Regions from separate parts of the Mus musculus genome. Here regions 2, 3, 4, 5 and 6 are each linked to region 1. The links are chromatin contacts, called in public Hi-C, HiChIP or PLAC-seq and promoter capture Hi-C maps. All regions are on one chromosome and are shown on one strand. The core of a region is the stretch at or near the end of the contact, and the rest is flanking DNA. Distances in the headings are between cores, read along the strand shown.

Region 1 (3,947 bases), core at 961-3,460:
CTATCGGTCCAAGTATTTGTAGTAGTTTTCTCAGACTTCCTGGTGGGTGAAATTCAAGCCTGACTCTGCACTGATTTAAGGTTGACAAACTGCAAGTTGCTTCAGGATAAATCCCTCTTCGTCTACTCTGGGTACTCCATGCATGCAGGCCTCTAGAGGTGCTTCCCTCAAGAGACATGACATTATACTTCTACTTAACACCATCGTTGAGGCAAAGCTAAGCTGTCTGTTTTTGTACCATACAGATTTTTCTGTTGCAGGGTCATAAGCAGTCACGTGAAACTAACAGGAGGATGTAGAGAACATTCTAGAAAGATTGACCTATCTGTAGCGTCTCAGTCATCCTACCACTTAGGAGGAAGAGGCAGGAGGCTTGCTACAAGTGTGAAGTCAGCCGAGCTTTAAAAGTTCTAGATCACTTAGGGCTTCAATCAGACCTTGACTCCAACCATCAAGCAAAGCAACAGGAACACACCTGCTGGCTTGCTCAGCTGGTAGTGTCTGCTTCCCATGGTCTCTTCCCCAACACTACAGTGACTAGGCATTGTGGTATGGATCTTGGAGGTGAACACAGGAAAACTGGAAGTTCACGGTCACTTTTAGCTTCACGACAAATTTGAAGCCAGTCTATACTACATGCCAATCTCAAAACAAAACACTCACCAACTCGTGGAGAATATTGGGAGTTGATAAGATTGGGTGTACATCACTTGCACACTTGCTCCCTAACCATTCGCCTCCAGAAAGATCCAGAGGCACCCCTTTCAGTGGCTAACACTTCAGCTAGATGTTCCAAGACCCCGAAGAAATTATGGTGATCATGGGTCTTTGGAAATGCCAAGAGTAAACCACCTAGAATGGAATAGGTAGAGTGAGCAGAATGGCATCCATTGTGAATGTTCAGTAGAGAAATGTCTGCAGAGATCTCGCTGTCAGCTTCTCCCTAGGTAGTCGGGTGTTCATTTAAGGTGCTATAGTAGGGAGCGGGAGTTTATCGAGGCTGATCTGGTCACGGGCTTTTCACATTAGAGACCTCAAATTACACCCAGGATCCACGCTACAAGAAAAGTTAGGCTGTTGTTCTCCTACCTTACAGGAAAGGAAGAAGAAAGGAGTGGGCACAGCAATGTTGACTGTGAAATTGGGGGCTCTGTCTTGGGACTTTTCCATCTCTCACCAGTTGCCATGTTGGGAGTACAATTTCCCGGTTCTAATTCTAGCTCCTGAGTTCTCCTCATAGGGATGGTGCTCAGCTCAGAGTGCAGGCATGAAGATGTGTCACTGGGCAGTGTGCCACAAGCTAAACCCTCAAGTCCTGGGCCAGCAAGTTCCATTATGGGAGTGTGTTACAGTCTTACAGGAAGGTAGGATTGCTTTTCTTTTCTTTTTTTTTTTTTAATTTTGTTTTAACCCGTATACGAGTTCACTATAGCTGTCTTCAGACACACCAGAAGAGGGCATCGGATCCCATTACAGATGGTTGTGAGCCACCATGTGGTTGCTGGGAATTGAACTCAGGACCTCTGGAAGAGCAGTCAGTGCTTTTACCTGCTGAGCCATCTCTCCAGCTCAGGCAAGGTTCCTTATTAAGCAGGGACTGCTGGTGTTGGCCTTGTGATAAAACATTCCTTGTGGCCTTTCTGGGAGCAGGTGGATCTTAACAGGGGCCTGGCCTGGTGAGTGATATGCAACAAGGGGCTAGCAGGTAACTGCTGAGGGCTGGACAAATAGATTTAAGAGAGAATTCTTCAACCCTCTGGCCAATGTTGTCAAGATGGCTATGTCCTCCTTGGCATGGCAGTGTGAAAGGGGAAGGAGACTAACGTTTACAAACCTGGACTTCAATTGTCACAGACATAGCTTGGCTGGACCCTCTGAGAGGCGAGTTACTCAGTATCTCCCACTGCACATCGGAATTCGGTAGCATCCATGTGCCCAGTTGCTTCCTCAAAGTTTGTTTTGAAAAGTAGATTGTGATCATTGATCCAGGAGCAGGAGGCTTGGGTTTCTCCTTCTTCTTCCTGCAGAGCTTTCCCAGAATGGAAGCCAGGAAGTGTCCGAAACCTGGAGAAGCTGGCAGTTACTGCAGTTGCACAGGAGAGGGGAGGCGGGCCCGGACCTTGGCTCCCGCGCTGGGGTACAGAGGCGACACGCCTACCTGACTTCTCGCGGGTGCGAGCCGGTGCGGGAGGGGCCCAGAGCAGTGTGGGAAGGCGGAGTCCGCCGGGAAAACGAAACAGAAGAGAACCGGCCAGGCCCGGACTTCCATGGGCAGCAGCAGCGGCAGGGAACGGAGGGCGAATAGATTTCAGAGCCTGCACCTGAAGTACAATTCGAATCCTGCTCCAGGGAGCGAGCCACTGTCCGGATCCAGAAACTTTGGTAAGACCTGAGGGCTATTTTCCCACTCCTGGATAGCGGTTGCAGGAAAAGGGACCCAGAAGGAAAATGACAAGCCCAATGACTTAAAACTCTGGAGGGAACTCTAGAAGCCTGAATGACCCAGAGACTGAATTCTGCGCCAAGACTTTGTGCTGCACAGTCATGGCATTCCAATTAGCTGTCCTTTGTGACAAGCGGGTCCTGCTCCATCCTCCACCAGCCGCTATGGTCAGGCAACCCCCCCCCCCGCGCCTCCCCCTCCCCTTCCCCCTTCTTCTCCCAACTCCCCCGCCCAGTGCCCACCACTTTCAGACTTACTTGGTGGTTCTGGGCCACAGCCAAATACCCTCCAACTCCTGCCTTCATGCTGCCTGTTTCTACTTCCTGGAAAGCCCTTTCCACCTCACCCCACCCCCAAGTGACTTCCTGGGCAGATCTGTCTATCCAGTCCTTTTCACAGAGCCAATGATATGAATTACCTTCCCTAAGCTAGAAACTCCACTCTGCCCTCATAGCCAGCGCCCCCCGTCCCCTGCCCCATATTTTTCTCAATCTTCCAACTAGTACTTAGTACTAGAATTAGTCTTTTTCCTTCTACCAGTAAGATCCCAAGAGCAGTTTTCATTGGCTTGTATAAGCCTAGCACCTGATCCCTGACAGGTGCTCGTTCCATGTATGTTAAGTGGATGGTAATTCATAAATAACCTTGAATTCTAGAGAAACGGGATTCCCTGTTGCACCTTTAGTACTAACCGTGCCTTGCCCCCTGGAGTTAAAGACACTCTCAGGGCAGAGTGTGTGCTTGTTTTTCAGCTTGCCCTGCGGCCCTGGAGGGACCCAAACACTGTGTGCAGCTTGCTCCTTTATATATCATATACTAGCTGAATGCATGTTGTATGGGAAGCAGCGACTGGAGGGGCTCAGCCTTCTGGGGTCCTACAGTCTTCAGGAAGGAGAAAGATCAGGGTCTTCAGGATATAGGTGAGACAAGCAGGTGGCATTTGTTGGTGCATGTGATGGGCTGCTCTTTGGGTGAGCGACTGAGAGCTGAGAGCAGCTTCCTGGTAAGCATCCTGATTCCTTTATAGGAATCCCACCTGTCAATACAGTGGTGAGGTGGAGTGATTCTAGTTGCCCCTGCAGCATCACAGAAGGCCAGCCCATCCTGAGAGGTGAATAAAATTGCTCCCTAGACAAAGGGTTCCAACTCCTGGGAGCATGGATTGGACCGTACCTAGCCATTCATTCCCCAGTGGACTTATTCATTCATTTGTACCAAGCCCTTATTATAGTTCTGGTACCTTCATTCCTTTTTCAGTTACAACTGTTATATTGATTTTTAAAAAGAATTTATTGGGGGCTGAAGAGATGGCTCAGCGGTTAAGAGCGCTGACCACTCTTCCAGAAGATCTGAGTCCAGTTCCCAGCAACCACATGGTGGGTCCCAACCATCTGTAATGGGACGGATGCCCTCTTGTGGTGTGTCTGAAGAGAGTAACAGACACTGTACTCACATTCATAAAAAGTAAATAAATCTTTCTAAAAAATAATTTATTTACTTTTTA
Region 2 (3,947 bases), core at 468-2,967, 980 kb before region 1:
AACACAGGTTCAGAAAACACTGAATGGAGTTGTATGGTGTGGTTTTCTTGTAACCGGCAGAAATGAAGGTCTAATAGTGTTGACAACTGAGGACAGTGAATGAGTGCAATGTTGTCATGTACAGCATTGTAGCTTGTTGGGCACGGAGTTTTGTGGACAGTAATAGATGGAGTCAAGGTCAGGGCTGCATCTTCTCAGTCGATGTCTGAGCCTGGCCTTGTTTTGTCTTTCTACCTTACATGTCTCCTTTGTCAGTCACATCATCCCCCACTGCTCTTGTCTTCAATATCTCTCTGCCCCTAATTTGGGTTTTATAATTTGTTTTGGATTAGATTCAAGTTTATTAGAAATTTCTAAAACAAAGAAATATTTTCTTTTGAGATGCTTTAAATTGAGAATAATATGTAGACTTTAAAGTGTAGGCATCTTGACATGGCAATTAGTCATTGACATCACATATTTAGTATTCTAGACCAATTATGTTGTGGTATATTAACAGTATTTATAAATATTATTTATGGTAGTGGGCATTGAATGTAAGACTTGTGTATAGGTGAGTACTTTCCCACTGCACTGTACCCCAGCTCCATACTGTATAGTTATAGTAGTTGTAGCTCTGTGGCTTGAGTTATAAGATAGCCCTGCCCCCTCCCTGCTTTTCCTGGTGATGAGGACCAAACCCAGCGCCTTGGGCTTCTTAGGTAGAGGTTTCATTACAGAAATACAGACAGTGTTATGGACTGCCATGCTCCTGTAGACCTGTGGTCTCGTTTTATCTATTTCTTTGTGTATGTGTTTCTTGGACTGTTTTAAAGCAGTTGCCAGGAAGATGCATATTTTTCACCATAAATATTTAGACATCTAGTAGCTAAAGACTCAGTTCTATTTTTTGTGCACAAAAAAGTGTCATTTTGTGTGCTTTTCCTGTTTTTTCTTTTCCTCCTTAACTTTCCTTCCCTTTTCCTTTTCCTCTTTCTTTCTTTCTTTCTTTCTTTCTTTCTTTCTTTCTTTCTTTCTTTCTTTCTTTCTTTCTTTCTTTCTTTCCCTCCCTCCCTCCCTCCCTCCCTCCCTCCCTCCCTCCCTCCCTCCCTCCCCTCTTCCCCCTCCCTCCCTCCTTACTTCCCTCCCTCCCTCCCTCCTCCCCCCCTCTCTCTTTCTTTCTTTCTTTTGTCGTTTTTATTTGCTTGTTTGTTTTCTAGAGAGAGAAAAGCCATGGAGTTGGATATCGGGTGGTGGAGAAGCTCTGGGAGGAAATTTGGCAGAGAAACCCTGTTCAGAATAAATATAGTGTATGAAAACATATCTTAAATAAAAGAAAAATGTTTATATCCATTTAACATTATTGCATAAGGAGTCCAGATATCTGTTTGTTTCATTAAAAACCACCCCCTACCCCTTACCCCTTAAACCAGTTTGCTTGAATCGGGTTCCAAACAAGTTCTAGGAGACAGTCCCAGCAGTGGGAGGTGTTTTTGTATACACTGTTCTAGGCGAGGGTCACTGTCCTGCCTGCTGTCTGGGACGTGGTTTTACTCTTCTATACAACAAGATATTAAAGTAGCTTCCATATTTTATCATCTTTAAACACAGAAAAGCTTGCCAGAAGAGGAGGAGTAGGCGCACATAAGCCCATTTACCTAGATGGCCAGGTTAAGTGGAGGCTGCGATCTGTGTGACAAAGGCTGATTGGAGGAGACTGCTCCTAGCACTCTGCACAGGACTGTTTGCATAATGCTAGACTGGGTGTTCTCTCTCTGGGTGTTGGCTTCTTCTCCTTTATGAGCTATGAAATGGGTGAGTTGTGTTTGTTTTACATTTCTCTTTGATTTTTAACAGGATTCTCAAAGCTGGATTGGTGGAAACAATGAACCCTTGACTGGCTTTACGTGGCGAGGTGGTTGCGAAAGAGAAACAACAGGCATACAAGTTTGGAATGAAGTGTTTGTGATTGACAGACCTAATGGAACAAAAGTAAAATTCTACTTATACTTTGCTATTTTCTCCTGTATTCTTTTCTTGAGCAATTTTCTGGTATTAAAATTTAAAAGAACACAAAACTATTAATGATTAATATGTTAAAATGTACAATGGTATGTAAATACTTTTCTTGACTTAATTACTGCTTTGAACTTTATTAATGTATGATTTTTGTAGGCATTTTTGGTGATTCTTTTACTAAGTATTTTAAATTTAACGAATTCCTAGGTGGCTGTGCTGCTAATGGATACCCAGGGTGCCTTTGATAGCCAGTCAACCATTAAAGACTGTGCGACAGTGTTTGCTCTGAGCACTATGACCAGCTCTGTGCAGGTGAGCGTGCGTGTTGTCAGTTCATAAAATCCTACCTTTGTGCAGCCACCGAGGAAGAGACTTGATGGAAGGAAAATGGATTAGACGATAGAGCTGGCTGCATTTCTTCTTACTTAGATACTAAGCTGTAAGATGATAGACTTTGCCTTAGATGTAAAGGATGAAGTTACGTCAGAGCCACCCCTGCTTTCATCGCAGAACAGCCTTTTCATTAGTTCTCTGAGGATTTCATCCCAACTCTCCCAGACCCACCCCTCTCCTACCCACCCAGCTTTGTGCTCTGAGTTTTCCTTTTTCTCAGGTAACTGTTTTCATACAGTATTCTTGATCCTGTTTTCTCGATCCCCTACTTCCTACCCACTGTGTCCTCATTTTTAAAACACCAAGTGCTGCTGGGGTGTGTGGTGCACCCGTGCACATTCAGGCAAACGTTCCTACTCCTAAGATCAAAAGTAAGAAAGTTTTAGGGGAAAGTTATTGAATAATGTTGGTAATTAAAATCAATCACATGATTGCTTAACCAAAAACAAAACAAAGATACTAAATAATTAAACAGCTACCTAGTTTTCTATTTGGTTTCTCTGATAGTTCTTGATTATTTGAACTAAAAATCCCCATAATTAATTAATGTTTTATTGAGACAGGGTTTCTCCGTGTAGCCATGGCTGCCCTGGACCTCATACTGTAGACCAGGCTGTCCTTAAGCTTAGAGATCTGTCTGCCTCTGCTGCCTGAGTGCAGGGATTAAAGGCGTGTGCTGCCACCATCACTCAGTAACAATATTTAATTTAGAAAACCCAAGCAATAGGGGTTTGTAGCACTGGCTTGGCTTGGAAAGGGTGAAGTCCTCCTGCGTTACATATGCACAGTGCTCTGGTTGTCCTTGTCCTACCACGTTCTCCTTGCCTCAGATGGAACATCTCTGTGTGATCTAGGTGAGGTCAGTTGACATCATTTTGTATTCCTTTCCTTTTTTGGGGATCATTTGTATGGATATCTCCCTGGCTCAACAATTAATGCTGGGCAGGCGGTCTCCTAGATCCTGCTGGTGATAGACAATCCATGAGAAAGGATATTGGAACATGTCCTTCAGTGGAAACTGTCTGTGTCAGTGCCAGTGGTCTGTCAGGGTTCACAAGCAGTCCTGCAGCGTGTCCTGTGACTCTGTGATGGCTTCTCATAGGTCAGAAGCACAAGCTTCCCAGTTAGCTCCCTTCCTCCTCCTCCGTCCGTCCGTCCGTCCGTCCGTCCGTCCGTCCGTCCGTCCGTCCGTGCCGCGAAGCAGCCTGGGTGTCACTGTGTGCAGAGGAGTTCTTTCTGGCCTACCTTCTGTTCCAGGCCAAGGATCCTGTCACTGCTCACTAAGAGATGCTCTTGAGGACTCGCAGAATTCTTTCTTTTTGTTGTTTTTCCTGCACAAAATAGCGTGACTATAGATCCCGAGAGGCAGCAGAGGCCATCCTGCTCTGTGTTTCACATTTTAGCTCTTCTGCTTAGCTGATGTTACAGTTTGAGGCTTGCCTCGCAGATTACAATGGAGGAGCTCCATCCTAAACTTAGCTGCTATTCTTTTGTTTATATAACTTTTTGATGCTAGGGGATTCGGTTTTGGACCACTTACACCATGCACTTTTTTA
Region 3 (3,947 bases), core at 490-2,989, 960 kb before region 1:
ACGGAACCCCCAGTAAAGAGGATGCCTGTATCACCAAATTTGCTGTCACTAAGGACGTGTCACTGGATGGCTGAGTCCACCTGGGAACGGAAGATGACATAGACAGTTGTATGGTCTCCAGTCACCTCTGTTGTCTTGCAGGCAATTCTTTGGCTTTATTCACTCTATGGCTTTTAGATACTAGACTCCCAAAGAAGTAATTTCTTGGCAGTCATATATAGAAACTTCACTTACATCTTAGACGTCTGAATGTTATAATTGAGGTGGTTTGCGTGGCCTGTAGGAATTATTTGAAGATTGTTCCTGATTGGTGTTTAGGTGACAGCGCGTGCCTGATGGGCACCAGGTTATTATTTTTCCTTTCCCCCCTTTTTAGTGGATATTTTCTTTATTTGCATTTCAAATGTTTTCCCCTTTCCAGGTCTCCCCTTCTGAAACCCCCTACTCCATCCCCCTCCCCTGCCTCTTTGTGCTCCCTCACACACCCGCCAAATCCCATCTTCCCGCCCTGGCATTCCCCTCCACTGGGGCATCGAGCACCCTCAGGCCCAAGGGCCTCTCCTCCCACTGATGCCAATAAGGCCATCCTCTGCTACATATGTGGCCGGTGCCATGGGTCCCTCCATGTGTACTCTTTGGTTGGTAGTCCAGTCCCTGGGAGCTCTAGGGGGTCTGGCTGGTTGACACTGCTGCTCCCTCCATGGGGCTGCAAACCCCCTCAGCTCCTTCAGTCCCTTCTCCAACTCGTCTATCAGGGACCTCTAGTTTGGTCCAATGGTTGGCTGCGCGCATCCACCTCTGTATTTGTCAGGCTCTGGCAGAGTCTCTCAGGAGACAGCCATATTAGGCTTCTGTCAGCAAGCACTTCCTGGCATCCATAATTGCGTCCAGGTTTGGTGACTGTATATGGGATGGATCCTCAGGTGGGGCAGTCTCTGGATAGCCTTTCCTTTAGTCTCTGCTCCACACTTTGTCTCCATATTTCTTCCTGTGAGTATTTTGTTTTCCCTTCTAAGAAGCACTGAAGCATCCACACTTTAGTCTTCCTTCTTCTTGGGCTGCACCAGGTTATTTCTAAGCATGTATGAATAACAACATTGTAAAATATGTTTGTCTTTCTGTTTTTCCCTTCCTTCCTTCCTTCCTTCCTTCCTTCCTTCCTTCCTTCCTTCCTTCCTTCCTTCCTTCCTATTCCTTCCTACCTTCCTAACTTCTTTCCTTCTTCCTCCTCCTCCCTCCTCCCCCCCTCCTTCCCCTCCCCTTCCCCCTCCTTTTTTTGGTTCACAATTCCACACCTGCTCCGAGTTGGAAGCATGTCTTTCTTGTTCACTCATTCACCCAGAACATATATTAAATGTAACACAGACACTAAGCTACATGTGTGTGGGGGGACACATTAGTGAGCCACATGTCCATGACTCCTCGTTAGGGTAGCAACCTGTGGGTCGAATTCTCCTCGGTGGGGGTGTTGAAAGACTTTCACAGAGGTTACCTAAGGCCACCGGAAAACACAAATACTTACATTATGATTTATATAGCAGTAGCAAAATTACAATTATGAAGTAACAACAAAAATAATTTTATGGTTGGAGGGTTACCACAACATCAAAGGGTCACAGCATCAGGAAGGTTGAGAACCATTCCTTTGAGCCTTTGCTTTCCTGCTTAGGAGGCCGCTAACCAGCCAAACCTCACCATTCCTTTCTGGTTGTAGCAAGGGCTGTAATTCACCTCGAGCCCAGCAGAGGACAGACGAAGCCTGCTTATGAAATTATTCACTGTCGCCTAGCCTTTTCCATATAGTAGATTGTACCTTTGTTCAGCTTTGGAGAGAAACTAGAATCTGGCTTTGTATTTGTGCTTGTTATTTATTTGATTTTAATTGTTCTGACATCAGATCAGAAAACATGTATTTCTTTTTTCTTTTTTCTTTTTTCTGTTTTTGTTTTTGTTTTTTGAGACAGGGTTTCTCTGTGTAGCCCTGGCTGTCCTGGAACTCACTCTGTAGACCAGGCTGGCCTTGAACTCAGAGATCTGCCTGCCTCTGCCTCCCAAGTGCTGGGTTTAAAGGCATGCGTCACCACTGCCTGGCAGAAAACATATATTTCTAATTTATTTATTTTAAAAATTACTTATTTACTTACAGTCCAGCTGTTGCTCCCCCCCCCCCGTCATGGTGCCCCCTCCCACAATTCCTCACCCCATTCCTCCTCCCCCCTGTGCCTGACAGGATGCTCCCCCACCACCAGGCCTCCCTACTCCCTGGAGTCTCAAGTCTCTTGAGGACTCAGTACTTCTCCCACTGAGGCCAGACCAGGCAGTCCTCTGTTATATAGTGCTGGGGGCCTCAGGCCAGCTCATGTTTGCTGCATGGTTGGTGGTTCAGTGTCTGGGCACTCTCAGGGGTCCAGGTGAGTTGAGACTGCTGGTCTTCCTAGGGGGTTGCCCTCCTCATCTGCTCCTTTAATCCTTCCCTTAATTCAACCATAGGGATCCCCAAGTTCAGCCCAGCGGTTGGGTAAGTATCTGGGTCTGTCTCAGTCAGTTGCTGGTTGGGCCTCTCAGAGGACAGCCACGCTAGGCTCCTGTCTGTAAGCACACCAGAGCATCAGTAACAGTGTCAGGCCTTAGTGCCTTCCCATGAGGTGGATCCCCAGGTGGGCTGTCACTGGACCTCCTTTCCCTCAGTCTCTTCTCCATTTTTGTCTCTGTGGTTCTTTTAGACAGGGACAATTCTGGGTCATTTCATCCAAAGTAAAGATTTTTCCTGGTGTAGTTGCTGGAGGAGCTCTTTTAAAGAGGGGATCCTAGTCTACTATAATTCCCCTTAAGAAACAATGCAAAGAAGAATCTGTATAATGCCCAGACACAATCTCTAGATGTCCAATGACAGAATAAAATCAGGGATCCAGAAGTGCAATTGGAGTTTGGGGAAAACAGTTCTGAGGCCCAGATGATCTCTTCAGGGTCTTTCTTTCCAGCTCTTCTTGCCTTGTTGGATTCTGGTCCTTGGAACGGACCCACATGGTTGTCCCAGCTCTGACTCCATATAATGTTCTAATTCAATTACATTCATCTCCTGGTTTATTGTCTGGGTGATAGCTGAGATAGTGGGAGAAACTGTTGGCAACTTGACAGTCAGTTGATAAGCAGATTTGAGACCGGTGTCTTCAGCTGCAGCCAGACCCTGGCTAGAGGGCAGGGTCAGGTTTGAGACCCAGGCCAGAGGACAGAGCAAGTTCTTAGAGAAGGCAGCTGATCTGGACAGGTTAGGTGGACAAATCTCATCTGGTCCTTCACATACATGTACAGCCCAACAGTTTACAAACACACTCACATGCGGTACTTGTTTGTTCACCTGCTTGGTCCTTCTTGTTTACTCAACAATATGTACATGCCCTGTCTACATCAGGTACCAGAGCAGGGATGCTCTATCAGACCCAATGTTTGCCTGAGAGCCTGTTGTCCTTAACACACTTGTATGAGGATTAGGAGTGCAGGTGTGACCAGCAAGTGACAAAGTGACGTGATTACAGGGACAGCAAGCTGAGGCTCATGGTAGACAGAGGAAGACTTGGCATGGGCTTGAGGGACAAGAGGACCAGTGAGACACTAAGTGTTTTGCTTATGTTTACACCTCACAGAAACCAGGAGGTGGGTAAGGAGGATAAACATGGTGTCTGATTTGATTGCTGATAAAACAGAGGTAAGGTAGTTGCTTGGTACCAATGGCATTGGAACCAGGACCACCAGATCTCCTCATGTCTGGTCCAGGACTCACTCACCCTCCTCTGCCCTGGGTTTGCTCTTGACTGGGATAACCACATTAGTGGGGTGCTTGGAAATGTGCTGTGGTCACCTCGATGCCTGTGGGGAAGCTAGGGTTATTAGGGGAGTGTGGGAAAGGAGGGAATGGGGCTATTGTCACTGTCTGAGAAGAGGCAACT
Region 4 (3,947 bases), core at 533-3,032, 780 kb before region 1:
ACTGATCAAACGCTTTAAACGAGAATGGAGTTTGCTCCTCTGAACCCAGAGGTTGGATATTAAATGAGCACTGTTTCAGAGCACTCTGATCCCACTCTGGGAATTTGTGCTTGTTGCCTAAGGTCCCAGGATCACTGCTGTACCTGGGTTAGTGCACACAGCCTTTAAGTCATGAAGTGTTGCTCCTCAGCCTTGCTCCCTCCTCCAACTCTGACTTGGGGTTTTTGTTTCTCCATATAAACGGTGTTCATGATATCACATAAGTTGACAGGATTTTTGCTGGTGATGTATCAAATTTCTGGATTATACTGAGAAAACTGACATCTTGGCAATTCTGGGGCTATGAACCCACAGCACGAACTGGCTCTCCATTTACATAGTTCTCCATATCACTATTAGAGTTTGCAGTTTGTCTCATAGAGATCTTGTACATATTTTATATGTATTTTAAACCCTAAATATTTGAGTTTGGGTGCATGTTACTGCAAATGGCAATGTATTTTAATTTTAAATTTCAATTACATATCCCTAGTATATTAAATTGACTGGGTGTTGTACATTAATTTGGTATCCTGCAACCTTGCGTTGCTGACTAAATTCTAGGGGTGTAAAGGCTGTCACATCTTCAGCAAGGAGTCAAGGTTTTTCCTTCTTGTCCGTCTCTCTCACATTCTTCTGTGCATTCACCAGAATTCTCAGAAGAACCAGGAGAGCCATGGTGTGAGGAACACACCTACCCTGCCTTATCTCCCATGCATATGCGGCAGGAGAGCCACCCTCTTACATCAGCAATGATGCTAGCCATGGCTCCTCTGGGGTTTGTTCTCTGCTAAGCGGAGGCAGTTCCCACTCTTCTGGTTTTTGAGAGGTTTTGTTTGTTTTACTTTCCACGAATAATAATTGTCTGTCCACTGTGCTTTTCTGTATCTATTGATGTCAGCATATGATCTTTCTCCCTCTTCAGTTTATTAATGAACTAACTAGCTGACTTTTACATGTCAAACAGGCTTCTCAAAAGCCCAGGAAAGAATCCACACGGCCACTGTGTATGCTTTTCCTACATCGTTGCGGTTCAGTTTGCTACTACATTTTGAAACAAGTTCTATACCTATAGCCACGAGAGATGCTGGCCAGAAGGCATACAGTGGTGCGGGGCTACACAGAGGCTCTGGAAGAGCTGGCAGAAACGTGGTGTGTTCTTTCCTTAAATATGTGATAGAATTTACCAATGGAGCCTCGTATTTCCTATTATTATTTACCCTATGTCTTTAACAAACAAAGGCCTAAGTTGACTGTTTATGCAACAATTCAATATTTTTGAAATGCTAAAATTCGGCTGCATCATTCCTTCCGAAGACTTCTAGACTATGGAGTATTTTCAGTCCTTCTAAGTTACTATGAGTGAAGAGAAAAGGCAAAGGAATTCCATGAACTATAAACATTATAGGAAGTACTTGTACTCTTTCACATAATGTACCCCTAGGGACTTAGGACAAGTATAATCTGTTCTGAAATCTGTCTTGAGTCTAAAACATTACTTGCTTTCCTCTGTGCCATAAACTCCAAGGTCACTTGTTCGCTTTCCCCCAAAGGCTCATCACCTCCTTTCTTCTAGTCAACTCTAGTTATGATATGTGTATATTATTTTTATAGTGCTCATTTTAAAATGTAATTTAATATTTTATTTCCCAAACTCAAGTCTGACGGGAATCCTGCCTAAGCCACTTTACATGACGGTGAATTACCTCCATCTAGAGGTTATTTGAGGTACTGCTGCTTTCATAAGACTTGCTCATATATAATGTGTACACACACACACACACACACACACACACACACACACACACACGTATATGTTTGCATTGATATTGAATATACTATTAAAAGGGACAGTCATATAGCTTCAACACAACCCTACTCACTTCTTGCCTATTTGTGATTCAGCACTAACACTGTGCACACAGTAGGGATCAGAGGATCACTGTGCACACAGTAGGGATCAGAGGCAGCCTCTTGGAATAGAAGGAGGGCTGAAAACATCAGAACACAACAGCTAAGTTCTAGTTTCTGCTTTTCCACTCATTGTGTGGCTCTGCTTCCTAATCAACACACACACACACACACACACACACACACACACACACAGAGCATTGCTTCTGTATTTAGGCAACAGAAACAGACTGTTGTGTGACTCATATGCTATAAGGAGTGTAGCTATAAGTCATAAACAGTAGAGCACAATAGAGCATGACTCATATGAGAGATATATTTATACCTACAGCCAAACCCATTTGGCCAACATATTATAAATATATTTTATTATCTTGACCCCAGAGTATTTTAGGTTGATATGATAAAGGCAACAGAATCTTACAGAATGCTTCTGTAGTCTTAAAGTTACAGTTGGGAAGTTTTTCCCAAGTTGACCTATAATCCCAGCTATCCAATGAATATTTGTTTTGCAAAACAGATGAGTGGATTTAGCCTTCACAGCACAGTTTGCCATTCTTGTTGACTGAATGAGAAAAGTTTTATTAATGCCTTAATTTACCCTGAAAGACTTCCAGAAGAATAAGATTTTCCCTCAGCACTGTGAGGTGCTGTGGATCTCCCTGGTGCTGTTCGTATTTTGATGCTAATTCTGCTTCTTCGTGATGAGAAGTTGGTCACACACTTTGGTGAGTCCATGTGAACCTTCTCCCCATTTTAACTGGTTGATAAAGATGGCAGAAGCTAATCGGTGAGTGAAGGATAAAGAGGGATTTCCGGGTCCCAGGAAGAAGAGGAGGAGAGAGAGAGGGAGAGGAATTCGGATGAGGCTGTGGAGCATGGAACTCTTGGGGACCGATAATTTGTAGCCTATGGTGGCTGCAGAAGCTAAGAAGGATGGTATAAGAAAATCTTCGCCCGCCCAGCAGTTGGCTGGTTTTAAAATATTGAAGCTGTCTGCTGCACTCAGGTGGATAGGAGAAAGACATAGCTGCAGCTCGGTCATTAGAGGTTTGACAAAGTTAGCTGTTGGGGGCTGGGTGAGACTGTTGCCGGCCCCTGCAACTGCATACATTTTAAAATTACATGCAACAGGGCTAGCTATGAGATCAGTTTATCCACGTGTTATTTCACAAGTCAAAACTTAAGATTCTCTTTCATTCATTACCACAATAAGTTTTAATATTTGATTGATTGAAGGGCTTTCTATTGAGTAGACAGAATACATTTTGAGAGTGAATGTTAAACTGACATTAAAATTTATCAAATTTCCATCAGTTGAATTGATCTTAACATTTTAAAAAATTGATAGTGAATTTAAAAAAAAATTACACGAAATAATTGGATCATTACTTTGTGATGATTTAACTTATTCTGCGAATTAAGTCCTGTTGTCATAATCAAGGTATTAGATTCACAACAAAAATGGAAAGAGGGAGTGGAGGAGGTTAAGGGAAGGCAGGGTAGGCAACATACTGAGGGGGACTAAGTGCTGACTACTGTAGCAAGCCAGGGCTCAGGTACTACAGAGCCGGCAGAGAAGATCCGATATTCTCTGTGAAAACTCAGAACTCACATTGATAAAGGGCCTCACTGAAGACAGTGTATATTTCTCATGTGATTGCTCATGGGTCCAGAGGACTGCTGGACAGACGGAAGAGCAGAGAAAGGCCAAGAGGAAGAAGAGGGAGCAGAAGTGAGAGGAAGGCCTCGGAAGGAGGCGTAGGGAGGAGAAGAGGAAGTCAGTTAAAGGGGAAACACGAGTGTTTGCTTGCACCCTGATCTTGCTGACCAGGTCCCAGGCACCCAGTTTCAAAGATGAAGAGAGAGGATAGCGTTCTCAGTACAAACTCGTTTCAAGTACTCCTCAAAGTGAAGGAACACAAGTGCTTTATCACGCATGCCAGTTTTAAAGTATACAAGATGATCTAGGCAAGCTAAGGAGAGATATAAAATCC
Region 5 (3,947 bases), core at 566-3,065, 700 kb before region 1:
CTGTAGCCTCGAACTGTGAGCCAAATAGAGTTTCTTTCTTATTTTTGTTCTTATCAGGTATTTTATACAAGAATGACACAAGAAGTTAATACAGTGGGTGACTAGATCAGGAGATGAGTTCCCAGATGGTTATCATGGCCCATTGTGCACCTTTGCTCACGTGGGGCCATCTGTCAATCTTGACTGTATTCCTTCCTTCTTGCTCTGTACTGTTGCTTCCCTTTGAATGGAGTTTCCTTGCTACCTTTACGAACCTTTTAGCCTTTATTTAACTTCTTTGATTAAGAGGCCAAGAACTTGGAAACACTAGCCACAGACCCTTACCCACCTATAACAAAATGACTTCTATCTCTAGAAGCAGGCAATTATGGGAAGGCAGATGAAGGCAATTTAGTAAAGCTCACTTCTGTGGGTTCCTCTGGTACCTGCCCAGAAGGAGGGACTGAGGCTGTCTTCAGTGGTTAACTGCTGTCAGGACCAGTGGGAGGGAAGTAGAACATCTTTTGGTTGTAAATCAGTGCCCTACCCTTAGCCAGAAGGAGAATAGGCAGGGGTGTCTTCTTACCATCAGCTCTAACGAGCCTTATGCTAAAGAGGCATATATGGGATGACCAATCTGCCCTCTATATCACTACGGATACTGTGCTTTGATTTTTATCAAAGCTAGATTACTATGTTTTTATTTTAGCCTTAGAGACATACCAAAACATCCTTCAACAAAACAAAATACTTCCTGTAGCACAAGATGAGCCTTTAGAATAATATCAGTATCCAGCTATTAATATATACAGCTGTCACTGTGCATCTTTATTAATTTTTAAGCAAATGTCATAGTAAACAATAGAGGATATTAAATAACCATTAGAAATAGCTCAGGGTTTGCAGTTTTGCAGCCTCTCTCTATTGGTGTGATGCTCTGTATATGCTCTGCCCGGGGAGTGACACTATTAGAAGGTATGACCCTGTTGGAGTAGATGTGTCACTGTAGGTGTGGGCTTTAAGACCCTCATCCTAGCTGCCTAGAAGCCAGTATTCTGTTAGCAGCTTTCAGATGAAGATATAGAACTCTCAATTCCTCCTGCACCATGCATGCCATATTCCCACCTTGGTGATAATGGATTGAACCTCTGAAGCTGTAAGCAAGCCCCAATTAAATGTCCTCATAAGAGCTGTCTCCGTTATGGTGTCTGTTCACAGCAGAAAAACCCTAAGACAGTTGTGTTAACAGTTGAGTCTGGATTACTCTTTTCGCCCTTTCACTTTCTGTCCTGCCCTGAGAGTGAGTTGAGAGCCCTTCAGGAGGGTTAAGCATCGTGCTGTGTGCTCATCTGCTTCTAATGACTCGGGGTTTTCTGCCCACCAGTCCTTACTTCTGTTCCTGTCTGTAGGCTTACGTTCTGGCTTCAACTGCTCATGTTTGTGGTCAGCTCTGTGACTTTCAGTTTCAAGGTCTAGACATTCCTTTTCTGTCCCAACCACATGCATATTCTGGTTTCTAGCCCTTTCTACCCGTCTACAGCCCATGTTCCTCTACTCCATCCACAGGGGCTTAGGGGAACCTTTGGGTCTTCTTCTACCTGGATAGGGTATTCAGGACTTTCCCAGACAAACTGGCCCTGTGAATGAAAATTACGGTGATGTAATTAAGCACAATAAGAAAAAACTTCCTGGGCAGAGCTCTTAGAAAATCTCAAATTTCTTTTCACAAAGATATATGGAAGTTATGATTACTATGTTGCTTCTAACAGTACACAGGCTATTTGATCTCTCCTTGAATAAGGAAACAAAGTCAAAGATAAGATAATGTTGCCTTGAGAAAAGACATTTGCTCTCAGTGTTTTTTCTGGAGGTAGCCTTGAGAATGTGACTCAGGGCTGAGCCTACATTAATTTGGGGGGGGGGTAGCCAGTAAGTCTTGGATGGAAAACACTGATTCTTAAATAAAACTCTGATACATACTATTTATCTCTCCAGTCTCCAAATGGTCTGTTAGCCATGTCTTGATAATAAAGCCCCCCTTTTTTTAAAAGTGGGGGGAGGGAGGAGCCGATAGTTTCTCAGTTTGTAAATGTTCTCTCATGCAGGCTAAAAGCAAGTGTTGAATGATGATGGTCCATGCATTTAAGTATACTTCCCTTTGAAATGTAATATTTCAGTTAACGGGAAGCTTAACATAGAGGAAAAAAGCCTTCTGTTCAAAGCTTCAGACTAAGTAGACTTCACAGAGAGTATTTGGACATCAAAGGCGTTGGGAGTTGGGAAGTGATTCAGAGAGTCCCTGAACTGGGAGACAAAGAAGAGAGATCACTTGACTGTCTGCAGTCAGGCATTTGATTTATCTGGGTATGGTCAGGCAGGAAGTCCCTAGCAGAGCTTAGATGGCAGTTCCTGATTGGTTAAGTTTGAGGTCTGTTATACTGCTCGCATGAAACTTTTATTTTGTTTGCTCAGGTAAGGACACAAGGCACAAGAACCGCCCAGGCATAAGACCTGCTCACTGTTTTAACAATAAACAATGTTAGTGGAGGGGGAATATGGCAGGAATCGTTTCTGTCCTCCTGTCTTAATGGAAGGAAAATGGCAGGGAGGCATAAGTCGCTGTTTAGGCCTCTGAAAATGACTCGTTTTGTGTCCTTAAGCAAGTCATTTATGGAGTTTGTGTATTAAACAAGTAAGGCTTACTGATGGATAAGGAGGATGGTATTATCTGAATGACTGGAGGCCTTCTCAAAGGGACAGTGACACCAAATGACTAAGTCCAACCCTCTTGCATGCTGGTGAGCAGGGTATTAACCTATCAAAGCAGGTCATCCAACCCAGCCCTCTTGGTTGGTAGGTAGGAAACTTTCAGAACATAATTTTTACCAAGGTCATATGGCCAGGAGAAGCAGATCTTAGCCTAGAACTCAGGCTGTCTGATTATCACTGTCCAAAAATAGATAAGAGTTTTTATTTTGTCATTGAACATAAAGCACAACGTCCTCAGCAATGCTCCCAGCTCTTTGTCCTGGAGCGCAGAGAGAGGATTTAAGAAACCCTTACCAATTAGTCTAGCAAACGTTCGGGATATGAATTTGACTCAATGTTGTCATCCCGAGGAATGGGCTATTTCAGCAGCTCTATAACTGTTGACTCTAGACAGTCCAACATGAGTCAGGAGTTCCTCACCACAGAGACTGAGGAGTGAGGCAGAGGGATCACTAAGTCAGGAAAGCAGAGTTGAGGGCAGGGGCCGAGGCTGCTGACTCTGACAGAGCACAGAGGAGTTGTTGACAGAGCTCTACAGCACATGCCTGTTGGCTTGTTTCTCTGAACCTGACCATTCTTGTAGGAAAAGGGAACTCTTTCTCCATCTATGTAGGGCTCTTCAGAGCAACAAAAGGTTGAATAACAAGAGAACAGAAGTTGTTCAGAACCAGAAGTTGTTGGCATGTCTACCATACATACATGGGGTTCTCAGAGATGAGTGACTGAAAGGGCTGTCTAGAACTTGAGTTCATGCGACATCCTGACAAAAGAAGAGCAAGTATTTAGGGATGCAACAAGATGAAAGATGGAGTCTTTGAGCTTTTGGGGCAGCTGGATTTGAGGAAGTTAAATAATATGGAAAAGTAATGGTACCCAAGGGTGAGGTGGTAAGGTTTGCTCTCTGGAGTCTCTGAGTAGGGAGTATAGAAGCATAGGTCTTGGGGTGTCTCTATTTTGTTTTCATGGTAGGAGACGGAGTTTGTTTGTTTGTTTTGTTTTTAAATACATTCTTAACTGTCTTTAGCTGGGAAATAATACTGACGGCCAAGTGATGAGCTGTAGGGTAGCATCCTCCACAGTCCTCCAGCCTGCCCAGTTTCTTGGAGGTATTAAATCACCGTGCTTAAAGCAGATGACACTCACTCTGACTCCTGGTTAGAAAAGTAGGGCTGGGAATAGAGTTCCGTGTTCGAGCCCTT
Region 6 (3,947 bases), core at 971-3,470, 640 kb before region 1:
GTATAAAAGAACACAGAAGTACAGGAAATCACAGTACGACTGAAAGAGAATTTACAGATATCAAGGAAAAGTAATATTGAAATCTCAGACTAAATAAAATGAAAGCTGAGATATGAATAAAGTAGTCAGCAAATTAGAAAATCCATGAGGAGTTAGAAAAAATTGGCATAGGCAAATAGAGAATGAAACTAATAAACAAACATTCAAAGCATGGGGTGTGATAGGAGGCCAAATTTATGCCTAACAGAAATTTTAGACAAGGGAAAAAGAGGAAAGGAGAGAGGAAATAGGAAGGGAAGACAAGAGGAGAGGAAAGGGGGCAGGAGGGAAGGAGGGAGGGAGGGAGGGAGGGAGGGAGGGAGAGAGAGAGAAAGAGAGAGAGAGAGAGAGAGAGAGAGAGAGAGAGAGAGAGAGAGAGAGAGAGAGAGAGAGAGAGAGAGAGAGAATGTATACTCTCATGATAAGGATTTTTCTACAAACTGAATACATATTAGTCCAGAGAAAAGCAATGGAAGGTTTCTAAGGAGCAAAACTGCATTTAATTATCATCCAGATGCATCAAGCACAGCCATGCTGACCGCTATCGAGCAAGAGAAGCTCTTCTAAGCTTCCATGAGCATAGCTAGTTTATCTTCAACAGAGTGTGTAGACTTCTACCAAGCTTCTCAACAACCACAATGAAGCCTAAATGAAAACGTGCGAATCCTAGAGCAACTTAGCAGATCCACAGTCAAACCAAGTATTCAGGAGTGAGCAGAAACGTGGGTGCTTTCAGACAAAGCTGAGTTTAAGAGCGAGTGCTCTGGGGATGGAGAGATAACGCGCTTAAGGGCTTGCAGTGATCTTGTAAAAAACTTGAGTTCCACTCCGGTATCCATGCTGGGTGACTTGCAGACTGTGACTTACCCTCCCGGTGATCTCACTCCTTTTTCTTAACTCTGAAGACACCTGTACTCACATATGCGCAGACCTTCACGCACACACACACATAGTTAAAAATAAAATATAAAAATGAGAGGATGTTGCTAACAGAATCACTAAAGGTGATCTGTTATCACATCCTGTAAAAAGTAGGTGTGAGGGGAAAGGACAATGGTGTTTTTCTGTCTCAAAAGTAAAATTAAAATATACAGAGCTTTTATCTGTAGCCTGTATCATAGCTCTCTTGAAAATTAAAATTTAAGCTTGGATTAATTATAAAAATAATTATCTGACTTCAAAAGGGTTATTCTTGACAACAAGACTGGACATATACATATGCATTATATACATACACATAGATATACTTCATATTTCATATACATGTCACATAAATCATATACATACACACATATATGCACCATATACATGCATATACATATGTACACACACATATATATACATCATATACATATATGTCTACATATAGATCATATACATATATATATTCTTTATAAAATAGAAATGAAAATGGAAAACTGGATTAGGTTTCTAGGGAATTATTTTCTGGTTGAAATTTGTGAGTTTCAAAACATTTGAACTTCTAAAGGTCACCTCTGACAAGAAAACTAAAGACCATTACTAAATAAATAAATAAATAAATAAATAAATAAATAAATAAATAAACAAACAAACAGACAGAAACTATTAAAATCCCTACAAACATGCAAATCACCTATGTGGAAAGGACCTGGAGTCCTAGGACTTTTCTAAAGAGAGTGAATGAGGTGAAATGAGTGCTAGCCTCTGCTTCACATATATTATTTTTTTTGACCAAATATTTCTGGGTGGATGGCAGGAAGGACCTCTGTGGGATAGCATAAGTTTGTCAACATAAGATATTACTGAGACATTGTTAGGAGGAATGGAAAAGAATAATCTTTGAGGAGAGACTTAGAAGAGAGGCTGTTAGGGTGATGGATGCTGGGAATGACATGTTTAAAAACCTGTGAGGAATGACAAGGTACCAATAAAGAGAACAGTGTTGCATGACGAGATGAAACATGAAACATGCAATAAAGATCCCTTCTTAGGAGAGCTTTCCAAGGGGCGAGTCTATAATTCTACCATCTGGCAAAGATTGGAGTCCTCTTTCTGGTTGCCAGGAAAGATGCTTAAATCACATTTTTTTTTATGATTTCCTTCAATGAAACTTCATGAAAACAGCCAGATATATACAACTGAGTATGGATTCAATGCTCACAGGCTGAGTCATGTGCTCTATTGGGTCTTGAGTTGTTTCCAATTTGCCTCTTTCCTTGGGTTCTTGTGTCATTAGTCATTTGGAGGGGGGTGGTTACTTATTGAACCTAGCTGTCCAGCAAGTGTAAGCCACCTAGGGATGCTACCTCATTTTTCTAGGTTCGCACTCTCCTTGGCAATCGCTGTGTAACTCTCCTCTTGCTTAATCTTCCAATATGTCTCCCAACCTCCTTTAAGCTCATGAGAGAACTCCCACAAGTCAGGCAGACTATAGCCACATACCCATACCTGTTCTACCCTCTGGTTACAATGAATTAACCAGGTTCCTATTTGAGGCCAGCTCCTCTACAGGTCACTACATTCATTTCCTCCTTCCCTCATCAACTTGAAATACATAGCTCTAATCACCCACCTCTTTTTATTTACCCAGTATTTCTCTCTGTACCTGCACCATTTCCAAAGCCACTCAGGCACAACCCTAATGCCATACAGTCCCTCTTCCTTCTTTGGAGGAGGAGGAGGAGGAGGAGGAGGAGGAGGAGGAGGAGGAGGAGGAGGAGGAGGAGAGTGGCAATAACGATAATAAAGCCTCAATATAGCTTATGAATTTACAGCCACCACTTTTCTCATTTCTTCCACGAAACCTTCTAATCAGGTTTTTATGCCCACTACTCTCTCCTATAGTAATTCTTGCCCCAAACACCTGACTTTCTCACTCTAAGCCTCAAGAGTAATGGCTTGGTCTTTATTATTGAATACCTCTGACCACTCTTTCTTTTTGAAACAATTTCTCTCTTCACTTAGTCCCCAGTCACCACCTCTTCTGGTCCCTCCTATTCCAGATAGTGAAGCTTTCCAAAATATTTGCTTCTTCTAGTTCCTCTTCATGTCCTGGTCTCTGGCTATCAGGATGCCCTAAGACCAGCCCTGGAATGTTCCTCTGCCCCCAAGCCTTTCCTGCGTTGTTTCATACCATCGTTTTATTTTATTCTTTTATTTATTTTTCTGGGTTAAGGTTAGGGTTTTGAGACAAAGCCTCCCAGGTAATTGGGAGCCTATGTATCCGACCTCCATCTCCTTCTGTTCCTCTTTTCACGCTCTGCAGCGAAAGTCACCCAAGTGCCACTGTTCCTCCTGACTGCTGCTTCCCAAATCAGTCACACTGCTGACAGCCTCCCTTCTTTCTTGTTTTCCCTCAACTATCCCAGAATTAAGACATTGTACTCACTCTGTCACTATCTATCATAGGTTTTATACATTCACACATCCTTAGGGCATACAATTTTCTTTGACTTTCAAGACAGAGTTTGCTCTCAATAGAACATTAAAAAAATGAGACTTTATTGATTTGAGACTAGTGATAATTCAAGTGGCAATTAATGATCTTAGTAGTTTTTAATTGCTTGCTTTTTTTTAACCCTTAAATACGTATGAACAAGATTTAAGGGGCTTTTTTTGGTGTTTGATGTAAATGAGAACTGTCCGGGACTTAAGGGAGCTTAATTCTATCTAGTCTCAGGTCTTCTATATCAGCCTCTATGCCATGGGTTCTTCTTTTACCTCCCTGGGATAAGGTCACCCTCCTGCCCAGTGCCTTCTTTATAAAATGAGGGTGTTCAGTAGGGCAGTCACCAAGAAATCAATGTGGTAAGGGTCTTCTCTAAATTCCTACTGAAAACCTCTCCTTTCCAAGCAGTAAATATGTATCAAAGAATGGTCATGATCATGGCACTTTGCTAATGACAATATGAAGTTAAAAGATATGT

The links. Promoter capture Hi-C pulls out the DNA fragments that hold promoters and counts their contacts. A called contact is a pair of places that touch in the nucleus more often than the background predicts. HiChIP or PLAC-seq counts read pairs in DNA pulled down with a chosen protein or histone mark.
Region 2: a contact with region 1 is called in a promoter capture Hi-C map of liver, with 5 times the contacts expected there. The contact joins the enhancer-like site here to the promoter of Eif2ak2 in region 1. A contact is called at or near these places in 7 of 39 promoter capture datasets (the HPC-7 cell line, HPC-7-derived erythroid cells, embryonic stem cells and 4 more), 2 of 115 datasets of contacts at active chromatin or transcription factors (astrocytes and large pre-B cells) and 1 of 9 other capture datasets (adipose tissue).
Region 3: an H3K4me3 HiChIP or PLAC-seq map of bone marrow-derived macrophages shows a contact between it and region 1, with 7 times the contacts expected there. The contact joins the enhancer-like site here to the promoter of Eif2ak2 in region 1. A contact is called at or near these places in 10 of 39 promoter capture datasets (the 3T3-L1 cell line, the C10 cell line, the HPC-7 cell line and 6 more), 3 of 484 Hi-C or Micro-C datasets (bone marrow-derived macrophages, embryonic fibroblasts and palatal mesenchyme), 5 of 115 datasets of contacts at active chromatin or transcription factors (astrocytes, bone marrow-derived dendritic cells, bone marrow-derived macrophages and 1 more) and 2 of 9 other capture datasets (adipose tissue and embryonic stem cells).
Region 4: an H3K4me3 HiChIP or PLAC-seq map of bone marrow-derived macrophages shows a contact between it and region 1, with 4 times the contacts expected there. The contact joins the enhancer-like site here to the promoter of Eif2ak2 in region 1. A contact is called at or near these places in 5 of 39 promoter capture datasets (the 3T3-L1 cell line, hippocampal neurons, liver and 1 more), 5 of 115 datasets of contacts at active chromatin or transcription factors (bone marrow-derived dendritic cells, bone marrow-derived macrophages and embryonic stem cells) and 1 of 9 other capture datasets (adipose tissue).
Region 5: a contact with region 1 is called in a Hi-C map of bone marrow-derived macrophages, with 17 read pairs. The contact joins the enhancer-like site here to the promoter of Eif2ak2 in region 1. A contact is called at or near these places in 16 of 39 promoter capture datasets (the 3T3-L1 cell line, 3T3-L1-derived adipocytes, the C10 cell line and 10 more), 5 of 15 datasets of contacts at CTCF or cohesin (the NIH/3T3 cell line, embryonic stem cells, large pre-B cells and 2 more), 45 of 484 Hi-C or Micro-C datasets (B cells, the Ba/F3 cell line, CD4 T cells and 31 more), 18 of 115 datasets of contacts at active chromatin or transcription factors (CD8 T cells, the NIH/3T3 cell line, T-cell acute lymphoblastic leukemia and 11 more) and 4 of 9 other capture datasets (adipose tissue, embryonic stem cells, liver and 1 more).
Region 6: a contact with region 1 is called in an H3K27ac HiChIP or PLAC-seq map of the NIH/3T3 cell line, with 5 times the contacts expected there. The contact joins the enhancer-like site here to the promoter of Eif2ak2 in region 1. A contact is called at or near these places in 2 of 39 promoter capture datasets (cranial neural crest and hippocampal neurons), 1 of 484 Hi-C or Micro-C datasets (bone marrow-derived macrophages), 3 of 115 datasets of contacts at active chromatin or transcription factors (the NIH/3T3 cell line, bone marrow-derived dendritic cells and large pre-B cells) and 3 of 9 other capture datasets (adipose tissue, embryonic stem cells and liver).

Annotation. Positions count from the first base shown.
Region 1 is chr17:78,880,835-78,884,781 of GRCm38.p6, reverse strand. It overlaps Eif2ak2 (eukaryotic translation initiation factor 2-alpha kinase 2), which reads left to right and starts at 2,210. Exons shown (of 16, transcript NM_011163.4): 1 at 2,210-2,382. Gm26637 reads right to left here and starts at 2,898. Exons shown (of 2, transcript XR_876974.2): 1 at 2,701-2,898.
Region 2 is chr17:79,863,066-79,867,012 of GRCm38.p6, reverse strand. Atl2 (atlastin GTPase 2) reads left to right here. Exons shown (of 13, transcript NM_019717.3): 3 at 1,837-1,971; 4 at 2,206-2,310. Among named protein-coding and RNA genes, the nearest start is that of Atl2, 31 kb to the left of the region's middle. Within about 2 kb of position 1,717, at least 11 of the 459 cell types and tissues checked have an H3K27ac peak or open chromatin away from gene starts, as enhancers often do. A contact at or near this core is called in liver, where this site is marked.
Region 3 is chr17:79,838,838-79,842,784 of GRCm38.p6, reverse strand. No RefSeq gene overlaps it. Among named protein-coding and RNA genes, the nearest start is that of Atl2, 55 kb to the left of the region's middle. Within about 2 kb of position 1,739, at least 3 of the 459 cell types and tissues checked have an H3K27ac peak or open chromatin away from gene starts, as enhancers often do. A contact at or near this core is called in bone marrow-derived macrophages, where this site is marked.
Region 4 is chr17:79,661,811-79,665,757 of GRCm38.p6, reverse strand. All of the region lies in intron 5 of Rmdn2 (regulator of microtubule dynamics 2), which reads right to left. The region is part of intron 1 of Gm33006 (a long non-coding RNA gene); the gene reads left to right. Among named protein-coding and RNA genes, the nearest start is that of Gm33006, 4.1 kb to the left of the region's middle. Within about 2 kb of position 1,782, at least 32 of the 459 cell types and tissues checked have an H3K27ac peak or open chromatin away from gene starts, as enhancers often do. A contact at or near this core is called in adipose tissue and bone marrow-derived macrophages, where this site is marked.
Region 5 is chr17:79,582,044-79,585,990 of GRCm38.p6, reverse strand. It overlaps a transcript of Rmdn2 not described here. Among named protein-coding and RNA genes, the nearest start is that of Rmdn2, 31 kb to the left of the region's middle. Within about 2 kb of position 1,815, at least 48 of the 459 cell types and tissues checked have an H3K27ac peak or open chromatin away from gene starts, as enhancers often do. A contact at or near this core is called in CD8 T cells, Th1 cells, bone marrow-derived macrophages and 4 more, where this site is marked.
Region 6 is chr17:79,525,839-79,529,785 of GRCm38.p6, reverse strand. No RefSeq gene overlaps it. Among named protein-coding and RNA genes, the nearest start is that of Gm10494, 17 kb to the right of the region's middle. Within about 2 kb of position 2,220, at least 1 of the 459 cell types and tissues checked has an H3K27ac peak or open chromatin away from gene starts, as enhancers often do. A contact at or near this core is called in the NIH/3T3 cell line, where this site is marked.